Linked DNA regions of Sus scrofa: region 2 is linked to region 1. The links are chromatin contacts, called in public HiChIP or PLAC-seq maps. All regions are on one chromosome and are shown on one strand. The core of a region is the stretch at or near the end of the contact, and the rest is flanking DNA. Distances in the headings are between cores, read along the strand shown. Region 1 overlaps TRIP11 (thyroid receptor-interacting protein 11). Region 2 holds the start of NDUFB1 (NADH dehydrogenase [ubiquinone] 1 beta subcomplex subunit 1).

The links. HiChIP or PLAC-seq counts read pairs in DNA pulled down with a chosen protein or histone mark.
Region 2: an H3K27ac HiChIP or PLAC-seq map of alveolar macrophages shows a contact between it and region 1. The contact joins the promoter of NDUFB1 here to the enhancer-like site in region 1. A contact is called at or near these places in 1 of 5 promoter capture datasets (liver), 4 of 47 Hi-C or Micro-C datasets (alveolar macrophages, liver, retroperitoneal adipose tissue and 1 more) and 1 of 2 datasets of contacts at active chromatin or transcription factors (alveolar macrophages).

The regions. Positions count from the first base shown.
Region 1 is chr7:113,581,651-113,587,366 of Sscrofa11.1, reverse strand. It overlaps TRIP11 (thyroid receptor-interacting protein 11), which reads left to right. Exons shown (of 21, transcript XM_021099621.1): 4 at 2,055-2,330. Among named protein-coding and RNA genes, the nearest start is that of TRIP11, 16 kb to the left of the region's middle. Within about 2 kb of position 3,001, at least 1 of the 83 cell types and tissues checked has an H3K27ac peak or open chromatin away from gene starts, as enhancers often do. A contact at or near this core is called in alveolar macrophages, where this site is marked.
Region 2 is chr7:113,656,873-113,662,588 of Sscrofa11.1, reverse strand. It overlaps NDUFB1 (NADH dehydrogenase [ubiquinone] 1 beta subcomplex subunit 1), which reads left to right and starts at 2,652. Exons shown (of 4, transcript XM_003482306.4): 1 at 2,652-2,699; 2 at 2,830-3,007. The coding sequence starts at 2,652. It overlaps CPSF2 (cleavage and polyadenylation specificity factor subunit 2), which reads right to left and starts at 2,686. Exons shown (of 16, transcript XM_021099625.1): 1 at 2,525-2,686.

The sequences.
Region 1 (5,716 bases), core at 1,752-4,251:
TCTCATTGGAGCTGTAGCCGCTGGCCTACGCCACAGCCACAGCACTTTCAGATCCAAGCCGAGTCTGCGACCTACACCACAGTTCATGGCAACCCAGATCCTTAACCCATTGAGCCAGGCCAGTATCAAACCCGAAATCTCATGGTTCCTGGTCGGATTCGTTTCCGCTGTGCCACGAGGGGAACTCCATAGCATTTGCACTTTTTTAACTCTATAACTCTATAACTCGACATAAATGTCTGTGTCTATTGTATAATGAGAACTTTTCTTTGTGTTATAGCTGTATTTGAAAAAAATGTTAATTTCAGTACTTTTTAGTAGAATGAGAGATAATGTATGGATATACTTTAGATCTGCCATTTTCTGAATCTGTTTGCTGCCCTCATTGTAATGTTCATGTTCCTCAAAGATGCAATTTGCCTCATTTATGGGAAAATGAAGTTTGTGCATCACTGTGTACCTCCATTAGAGAAGGGGCTCTGGTATGCAAAAAACCTGTTTATTATGACATTTTATGTAATTGTATTGGGTATTTATTTATTTATTTTTCTTTTTGCCTTTTCTAGGGCTGCTTCTCACGGCATATGGAGGTTCCCAGGCTAGGGGTCTAATTGGAGCTGTAGCCGCTGGCCTATGCCACAGCCACAGCAACGTGGGATCCGAGCTGCATCTGTGACCTCACAGCAAAGCCAGATCCTTAATTCACTGAGCAAGGCCAGGGATCGAACCCGCAACCTCATGGTTCCTAGACGGATTTGTTAACTGCTGCACCACAACGGGAACTCCGGGTTTTTATTTATTTAATTCCGGGTTTTTATTTATTTAATTGCTCGACATTGTACATGTAGAAATACTGTTACTTGTTAGTTACTTCCTCCTTATCAAATTTTTCCACTGTGGCAAGGTGTCTTAGGGACTAGTTAGAGTCTTTAACTCGTCTTTAACTTTCTTGTTTCTAGTCTGAAATAAGAAAGCTTATTTCAGTTTTCTCTAGTTTACTCACTGTTATGTTTGAGTATCTCTCATTTGGAATGGATGTGGCATTATGGTAAGTCCTGTGTTCATAACTTCTGTTGGACATTGACTTGGTATTGCAATCTTCAGTCAAAACTCCGCTCAGGGTTTCACAATTTTTTTTTCACTGTTGTCTTCCTTAATTAGTAGAGTCAGATTTTCACTGGCCTCTCTTTGCCAGGGCTAACGCGAAGACCTCTTTTCAATGCTTGATGTCCTTCTAAACCTAAGAATCACAGGCTTACTTTATTATCTGACCTGAGAATTTTGGATTTAGCTAAAGCTCTCTTTCAGCTGCGTTTTGCAGAAATAGTACAAAGTTACCCTGATTCATGGTACATGAATCCAGCCTGAATCCAGCCATAGTCAGTTACATTAGACTCTTCCAACAGGTGTTCTAAGGAAACTTTGCAATGCAGAGACTGGTACAGCTTTCATTTGCCACTTCTTTAGGCTTGATAATCAAACCCTAAGAAATTGCCTGTACTACATGATATGTAGAAGATGGTAAACCAGTATTTAACTGAGAGTTTCATTGCTTTTGTTGACATCTGAGTGAAATTTTGATCCTCATCCTAATTGAAATATTAACTATGTTTTAATCTATGATAACCATGTTTGTTTTTGAAGTAAAAATGTTATATTGGTATGTTTAGACAACTTGGATTCAGTTGTGATAGAGTACCATGATTGGCTAATTTTAAACTATTAGAACTTATCTTTTTTTTTCTTTTTATGGCTGAACCTATGGCATATGGAAGTTCCCAGGCGAGGCGTTAAATTGGAGATGCAGCTGCAGGCCTACAATACAGCCACAGCAACACTGGATGTGAGCTGCCTCTGCCACAGCTTGTGGCAACGCCAGATCCTTAACCCACTGAGTGAGGCCAGGTATTGAACCCACATCCTCACAGAGACAACATCAGGTCCTTAATCCACTGAGCCACAATAGGAACTCCAAACTATTAGTAACTTTCAACATTGTTAAATCAAGACGGTTATTTTAAAGTACCTCGTCTAAAATATGGATTTAAATACAGGTAGAAATCAGCCATCTTAAAGCAAGACAGATTGCACTGCAGGATCAGTTGCTGAAGCTACAGTCAGCTGCACAGTCAGTGAATTCAGGAGCTGGGGGTGTCCCAGCAACCACTGCATCGTCTTCATTTGGTTATGGTTTAAGCCATGCTTCGGCTTTCCATGATGACGACATGGACTTTGGTGACATGATTTCATCACAACGAGAAATAAACAGGTTGTCAAATGAAGTTTCAAGACTTGAATCTGAAGTTGACCATTGGAGGCATATTGCACAGGTGGGTAAAATTTTTGTGAGTTTTTGAAAATTATTGAGTGAGTGCTCTCTGTAGAACTTTTGGTATCAGAAAGAATCTGGACTAGAAAATCGAAAACCTGTATTCTAATTCTTAATTTTGCCAGTGACTTTCTAAGTGATTTTATGTCGTCTTTCTCAGCCTGTTTTCCCTTCTGTACGATACTTGGAAGAGATTAAAAAAAAAATTTAAAGTAGGAGAACCATGTTTGTTTGTTTTTGCTGTACCTTGGCATGTGTAAGTTCCTGGTCCAGTGATCAAACCTATGTCGCAGCTGTAGCCAGAGCCACAGCATTGACAATGCCAGATCCTTAACCCACTGAGCCATGAGGGAACTCCAAGGGAACCATGTTTCTTCAAAAAATAAAATTTACAAGCCCAGGTCTTAAGACAAAAATGGAGTTGCCATGGTCGAACCAACACCTTTTTCCCTGGAGTCCCTGAGGCGTCACTGGTGGAAACCAGGGCTCCAGGGAACTAGATCTGAAACTACTTGTTTCTGTTGTCTGAGGTTCTCATTTGTGCTAGTTATATGTAAAATGAAAAGTCTGATAACTGGTTTTATAAACCATAAAATGAACTATTTTGTGTTGTTTCTCACACGTTAGAAATTAAGTCCTTTCTTAAGTTCCCCTTGTGGCTCAGCGGGTTAAGAAATCGAGTAGTATCCATGAGGGTGTGGTTTGATCCCTGGCCTCGCTCAGTGGGTTAAGGATCCAGCATTGCTGCAAGCTGTGGCGTAGGTTGCAGATGTGGCTCAGATCTGGCGTTGCTGTATCTGTGGGATAGGCCAGCAGCTACAGCTCCGATTTGACACCACCCTGGGAACTTCTATATGCTGCAGGTGTGTAGCCCTAAAATAGACACCAAAAAATAAATGAAATAAATAATTGAGTCCTTCCTATATTGAGCTGTAAACTTTCTTCTAAGGATCCTTTTTTTGTTTTATCAGATTTTATGTATCATTGAGATTGCCCGCACACACGAGACCCAAAGTAAACTGGAACATTATTCATATGGATCTTATTTGATCAGTGTGGAGACAAGTAAAATATATAAGTAAAGAGATTATTTTCTATCTTTTTGAGAGTGTAATCTAGTTTTATGCAGGAGAAATCTTCCCAATTAAAATCATCTCCTTGCTTCCCAGGACCTTCCTAATCCTCAAAATAAACCTTAGAGAGGATGATGTTTGTCCATCTTATCCTTGGAAAGCAGAAGTTCTTAAGCTTTGTGTACAAATAGCCTGAGGAACTAGATAATATTTTGGGTCCCCTTTCCTACCTTCAGAGATTAGAGATTAGTATTTTGTAGCCTATTTTAAGGTGTTGGAAAATCCATTCAGACAAATAAGTACTCAGGTTATTCTCTTGAGCTGAGGAACACATTTTAAGAAACATTGCTTGGTAAGATTTCATGTGGAGAAAATGGATTTTTTTGGGTATATTTACTTCAGTATGTCTTTCTTTTTGGTCTTTTTAGGGCTGCACCTGCAGCATATGGAAGTTCCCAGGCTGGGGTCGAATTGGAGCTGTTGCTGCTGGCCTACACCACAGCCACAGCAACACCAGATCCAAGCCGTGTCTGCGACCTACACCATAGCTCACGTCAATGCTGTGTCCTTAACCCACTGACCGAGGCCAGGGATGGAACCCACATCCCCATGGATACTAGTTGGATTTGTTACCGCTGAGCCACAAGGGAACTCCCACTTCAACATATCTTGAATGCCTATTATACGATAGACCTGTACTGGGATATAAAGGTGAAAAAGGCATAGTTGGTGGTGTTCCCACTGGGTCACAGTTGGTTAATGATTGGCCTTGTCTCTGTGGAGGCTCCAGTTTGATCCCCAGCCCACCTGGTGCAGTGAGTTAAGGATCCAGCACTGCTGTAGCTGAGGCATAGGCCACAGTTCCAGCTCGGATTCCATCCCTGGCCTGAGAAATTGCATATGCTTCTTTTTGGTGGCCCAAAAAGAAGAAAAAAGGGGGGGCATAATTGGGATGTTTCAGGAGACTTAATTTTCTTGCAAGGCATATTGGAAATTAATATTTATACTTTATGTTGCTGTATGTACTAACCCAATAAATTATCTTTAATAACTACGTGAAGTGTTTATTTCTCTATTTTGAAGATAAGCAAAATAAAAGTTTAAGTAATACACCTGTTGTCACAGAGATTAAGTTGTGCTTCAAACACACATCTTTAAACTCCAGATCCTTTGTTCTTTCCAATACACTGTGTTCGTTCTTTTATACAGAGAGCAGATTTTGGTACCTTAACATGTTATAGTAAATGTTACTATATTTATTGAAGATAAATGAACAATATACAACTTTGAGAAGAAAATAACCCAAAAGCCAGCATATTAATATTAGCATTATTAGCAATATTAGCATTAGCATTATATTGGGTAACTTTCCATTTTAGAAATTATCTTTTAGGAAGCTGCTTAATTATCATCAAATTTACATTTTGTTAAGCCAAGAAAAATATTCTATGTTGTTTCCCTTGTTTTGTAAAAGTGCTGTCTTCCCCAGTTAGTTAACAAATTCCTGAATGGTATCTTTTGGACTAGGTTCTTTAAGAGGTGCCTGGTCCAGTAGTCCAAGAGGTGCCGATCCTTAACCCACTGAGCAGGGCCAGGGACAGGACTCACGTTCGGTCTAGGTTGGACTAGGTTCTATTGGACTAGGTTCTTTAAGAGGTGCCTGGCATTCTTTAATAATAATCTATCTGGGAAATGCCTCCTATTTTTTATTTTGGCTGTGCCCACAGCATGCAGAAGTTTCTGTGTCAGGGATTGAGTGCCAGCCACAGCAGTAACAGTGACAAGCTAGGCCACTGGGGAACTCCCATTTTTTGAAGCTTACAATTAAAAATATATATATCTTTAGGAGGCTCAATGGTTAACGAACCCGACTAGTATCCATGAGGATGTGAGTTCGGTCCCTGGCCTTGTTCAGTGGGTTAAGGATCGGGCGTTGCTGTGAACTGTGGTGTAGGTCGCAGACGTGGCTCGGATCCTGCGTTGCTGTGGCTGTGGTGAAGGCCAGCAGCTACAGCTGCAATTTGACCTCTAGCTTGGGAACCTCTATGTGCTGTGTGTGCAGCCCTAAATAGACAAAAGACATACATATATATATATATTTTTTTTGATTGACGTATATAGTTGATTTATAATGTTATATTAGTTTCAGTTGCACAACATTGTGATTCAGTATTTTTATAGATTGTACCACATTTAAAGTTATTATAAAATATGGCTGATTCCCTGTGCAAATGCTCCTTTTTTGAAAAGTATTTTTTAATAAATTCGTATTTGGCATTCTCTTTTGTAAGAAAATAGGAGTTCCTGCTGTGGT
Region 2 (5,716 bases), core at 1,403-3,902, 76 kb before region 1:
ATTTAGCAGCCCCCTCCCTCCTTTCACCTTTGCTGGTGCTATTTTGAGACTAAACTTCTTCAGCCTCAAATGCACCTTATAACTCTGCGACATGAGTTCACGAGTCATTGTCTAAGGAACCAAGGCTAGAAACTCTACATGTTTGATTCCTCCCTTTGCTTCTTGAACAGACTGTTACCACCTCCGGAATTACTCTCCCCTTAGAATTCCTTGTACATTTACCATTCCCTCCCCATTCCGACAGCAAGTACCTTAATACAGGGCCTCATTGCCTTACATTTGGGTTTCTGTTTCTTGGCCTCCAGCCTTTCCTCCCTTCATCTCAACCTAAACCCTACTGCCAGATTAATCTTCTGAAACACCCCCACATGTATGAGTCCTTGCTTAGAAATCTCTGAAGGCTTCCTACAGTCTGAAACAACCAAACCTGGAGGGTGCCAGCAAGCTGCCCTGACAGCACTGCTGACCATCACCAGTTTAAGGCCCAGCCTAAATTCCACTCCTCACTAATTCCTCTATCATTCATCTAGACTAGTACGGCTCTGTCCAATAAAAACAGCATGCATATCAAATGTAATTAAAATTTTTTTTCTGGGCCACATTAAAGTTTTACAGGTGAAATTAATTTTATTTAACCCAACATATCCAAAATGTTATCATTCCAACATGTAATCATTTTTAAGAAACTGGTTTTTTTTTTTTCAGTCCTAAATCTTCAAAATCCAGTGTGTATTTTATATTTACAGCACAACTCAATTTGAACTGACCACAATTTCAAAAGCTCAGCAGCTACATGAGGCTGGTGGCTACTGGAATAGCACAGATAGCAACTCTGAACATGCTTTGGACTGTGGAGCGTTGTGCTCTGTCACCCCTAAAGTGCAAGGAGGCACCGTCCTATTTTTATGCACATCTCAGACTAGACTTTAATGGTATCACCAACCACTTAGTCTCCCAGACGAAAAATTCTGAAGTCACCTTCTTACCACAAATTGGCTGCCACCAGTTGAATTCCTTTTTGACATTTCAGAAATGTCTAACATCCTTTACTATCTTTCCCCAATGAAGGCACTCATTTCCTTACCTGAATGACTGCAATTTCCTCTCATTCAGTTCCAAGTTGATCTTCCATACAGCTATCAGAGAGACCATCCTACAAAAAATAGCCTCATGCCCCCTTCCTTGTGCAAGGCAGTCATTGGCTAAGTACCAAAGAAAATCTCACACCTTCCTTGGAAAGCAAGGTCCTTTACAAGTTTACCTCAATCTTCCTCTTGCTTCACCAACCACCCTTGCACAGCATGCTCAAATACATTCATTCTCCCGCTCTCCCCAAGCTTGCCAAAACTTCTCCAGTCTCTGCATCCCCGCACTGCAACCAAGAATGACCTTCCCGTGAGCTTAGTAAATTCCTTTTGGCCCTTCACGACCCAGCTCAAATTTACTCTTTTATAAAGCTATTCTGGTGTCTCCAAGCAATGGTATTTACATTTAGCTGGCACAAGTGGGCACAAAGAATAATGGTGAATGGATGTTGAATGGCATGAGAGAAGCGTTCAGGTGAATCTTTTAATCTCCAATACGGAGCACAGCGTTCAAAGCAACGTACATGTGTACTGAAAGGAATGAACCCTCACGACATCATAAATTGCTGCTGGGCAGCGGTTTTTGACCAACACCATTTCATCTTAACTATCTATCAAAGTTACTTGCTTTCTTAATAACGATTGTGGGTGCATGTTAATGACAACTAAGGGGAATCAGCAAAGTCTAAGGAAAATGAGAGTCTGGGTTAACCTCGAAGACTCGTAAGAAGTCTCCTCCTGGTCAGTTCCGGGAGAGCACTGGTTTCCTAACAGGATCAAAGGGGTTCTAACATAAAAAACATTAAAATATTATTAGGGCATGGGCAATTGCTCACTCAAGTTCGCCTGGTCACAGGAAGCCAGACTTGCCAGGGTTAAAATTATTCTGACCTCTTGTTTACTGAAGAGTACGTAAATAATGATAATACGGGAAGTGCTCAAAGGCTATGGGGGGTAGGGGGGAACCGAAACTTTTTTTAATAAAGCATGGTAAGGTCTTTGAGTCGATTAACTAAAGAGGACGCCTGCTTTGTGGCCAGTAGCCTCGTGGTCTCTCAATCCGAGGCGACAGGAAGACCCCAAGCGAGGAGGCTGAGAACAAGGCAGCCACAAAGCTAAGGAGCCAAAGCGGACGTCGGATTAACTCCTCCGGCGCCGAGACTCAAAGGGGAGGGAAACAGCAAAAAAGAGGGAAGGAGAGCATGGGACTGAATCGTAGGAACTGCCACAACAGAATCGGGAGCTTCAGACCCATGAAGAAATCACTGTTTCCCTCACTGAGCACTTCGGCCGGGAATGACCAGGAGAGTCACAACCGAAACCCCAGGCGCGCGTCCCTGGTGGAGACCGAGTCAGAGTCGGAGCCAGGCTCTCCCCGAGGGCCGAGGACGCCCCCTCCCCCATCCAAAGGCGCACTGATTTCTTCCGCCCCCACTTGCCTCGTCAGTCCTCCCCCAACGCCGTCCACTGCCCTTCCCAACCCCTAGTAGAATCCAGGTTCAAGAACGAGAAAAGCTGATGTTGGCTCAGCAGCACCCGTGACGATCTGCCAGCAGAAAACCCTCAATGGCGGCCGCCATTTTGAAACTGGAGGAGACCCGCGGAGGCGGGGAGGCGAGGGGTGATACCATCTTCGGGGGCGAGGGGTGACAAAGCTGGAGGAAGGAGGTGGTGCTAACACCAACTCTTCACCTGGGAACAAAATTTTATTTTTAAAGGCTGTATAATGTGTTAAATCTTAAAGAAATGTGATAAGAATCAAGGAGTGAAAGGAAGAAGATTTATGATTTCCCGGAGCCACCCCTCTCTTCGAGCGGGCCCGGCGAATGGTAGATCCCGAGGCCACAGCTTCCGCCGGCGCTGGTGGCTGGGTTCACCGCTGCCCTTGGTCGTGGGGGTCGTTGTTGGCTCTGAGGCCGCAGGTGGGTCTGGGGTCGAGGCGTTGGAGGCGGCTAGAGTTGCTTTTGTGCAGGCGGAGTGGGGTGAAGTTCTAGGAAAGCCTTCTGCAGCCTGTGTACGGGGAGGTGCGGGGGATCTGGGACTTTGCAGGACTGGAGCGGCGCGGCTTCCCAGGCTTCCCAACGAAGGAGAGGGGGACAGGGGAGGGGGGGCGGAGAGGGCGTTGCTTTCTGGAGGACCGCTGCGCTCAGCTTTCCCGTCTGATGCCTTTTGAAAAGGGTACTCTGAGGCTAGCATAACTGGAAAATGTCTTTTGATGTTGCCCGAGCGGAGGAGACACTATCTGGGATCACAGCTCCTAGGCTGCAGGAGAGAAGGGGCTGCTTCTCCAGAAAGATCTCCGATTCGTCCAAGTTTCAGAGTTCTGTCTTGCTTGTTACTCAGCATCGCAACCTTGCTCTGTTCTACATCTCAAATCCTCTTGAGCCCACCATTCCACAAAATATGCACTTTGTAAAAACTTAATTTTTAAAAAAAGGATTTATTTGTGCTTTATTTCTAGCGTGTGTATGTTGTTAAGACAGGGTTCCAGACCTCAAGGAGTTTTCTGGCTCCCGACTTTTTTTTACGTTAAGTCGACACATTTTGATCAATACATATAAGTGCAATAGAGACTAATTAGAGAATAGAATTTATTTTTTTAATGTCTAATCAACTATTATTACAACGTGAGTTTGGAAGGACTTAGAAAAATACACACCATATACAGTCTTCTTTTGAGAAGTTAAGAGAGAGAAATGGATTGAAGAAAATGTAAATAATACAAGCATACCTCATTTTATTATGCTTCACTGATATTTTTTAACAAATTGAAGTTGTGGCAACCCTTGTCAGATGATGGTTAGCATTTTTTAACAATAAATTATATTTTTAATTAAAGTATGTACAGTGTGTTTTTAGACATAATGCTATTGCATATTTTAAATAAACTGTAGTATAGTGTAAACAAGTTTTATAGGCACTGGGGAATCAAAAAATTCTTTTGACTCACTTATCTCGGTATTTGCTTTATTGCAGTGATCTGGAACCAACCCCATAATATCTCTGAGTTATGCCCTTATTAGGAAAAATGAGATAAAGTCAACAGTAAGGCTAAAATAAGTGTTGACCTTTCTGTCTACTGTAAGAGACAGTAAAGCACAAATAAAGAGCTTGAATCAAGGAGCCAGACTGCCTGGGTATTAATCCCTGTTCTGCTACTTAACAACATCTGTGATCGTAGACAAGTTGATTGTCCCTGGATTTTCTCATCTGAAAAAAATATTCCTACTGCTTTGGGGCCATTGTATCAGTATGTGAGGGTTACCTGAATTGATGATTGTGCAAAGCAGTAAGAACCATGCCTGACAGAAAGTAATGTAAGAGTCAGCTCTTTCTCAAGATGGGGTGGTGGGATGGAGTTTCTGCTTGGCACAGAAGTTGAGAATCTAACTGCCGGAGTTCTCGTTCCATGAGGATTGGGTTTGATCCCTGGCCTCGGTCAGTGGGTTAAGGATTCACTGTTGCCATGAGCTGTGGTGTAGGTTGCAGATGTGGCTCGGATCTGCATGGCTGTGGGTAGGCCCACAGCTGCAGCTCCAATTCGACCCTGGCCTGGGAACTTCCATAGTCTGCAAGTGAGGCCTTAAAAAGAAAAACAAAAAATAAAAAACCTTTAAAATTTAAATTTAAAAAAGAAAAAAAAAAGAATCCAGCCGAAGCAGCTTGGGTCACTGCAGAGACAGGGTTCAATCCCCACCCGGCACAGTGAGTTAAAGGATCCAGTGTTGCTGTGTCTGTGGCTCCGATTCCATCCCTGGCCTGGGGACTTACATATATTGCAGGTGTGGCCATTACAAATAATGATAATTGAAAAAAATAAAGGTAGGGGAAAATTTTTTTGGATCATTTTGGTACCAAAGGGTATATAAAATCAGTTACTCAGCTCCCTGAATCCATGAGACAAAAACCAGCTAGTAACTTTCAGGAGTACAGTAACTAACTACTCCCAGTTCTGAAGCAAAAGAATTTTTCTTAAGAGTCATCATATAATATGTACAGTGTCCTTGAGGGCACCCGTGTGAGTGCCAGTCTTTATCCATGTCTAGACTTATCTCATTAGAGACTGTCCCAGGTGCTTGCAGCTCTTTGCCCATCAGGTAAAGCTGTCTTACATGGGCCTTGGACCCATGACTGTGAGCCTGTCTACGCCCCCCTCCTAACCTTTCTCTAGGGGATAGTCTAGCTCACTTTTTACATTCATAACTGTCCTTTTGGGTCATTTACTCACAGTGACATAGGCAGGGCAAATTATGTTCAGTGCCCCAGCTCCTGAAGTCTTTTAAATAGTAGATTGTACAATTGTAATATGAAATGCCTCTAGGACTAAGATTTGCCATTTACCTCTTGGAGGTAGCATCAGGCTTCCATGATGGTGGTTGAATCCAACTCTGAATTCCAAATGTACAAAATCTTTGTTCTCATCAGTCCCTCTGTCTTTATGCATAATCTCTATAAGAGCCTATATGCGGCAAGAGCCTCGTTTTTGCCTCATCTTTTCTGCTTAGAGTAAAGCCAGACGGAACTGCCTCCTGGCCTCGTTAGAAGAGTGCCAATAGTGGATGGCTTATCCCCGCAGGTGGCCATGGCTTATTTTAAAAGTCTTGAGCCGAGCGTTAGCAATTTTTTTGTTG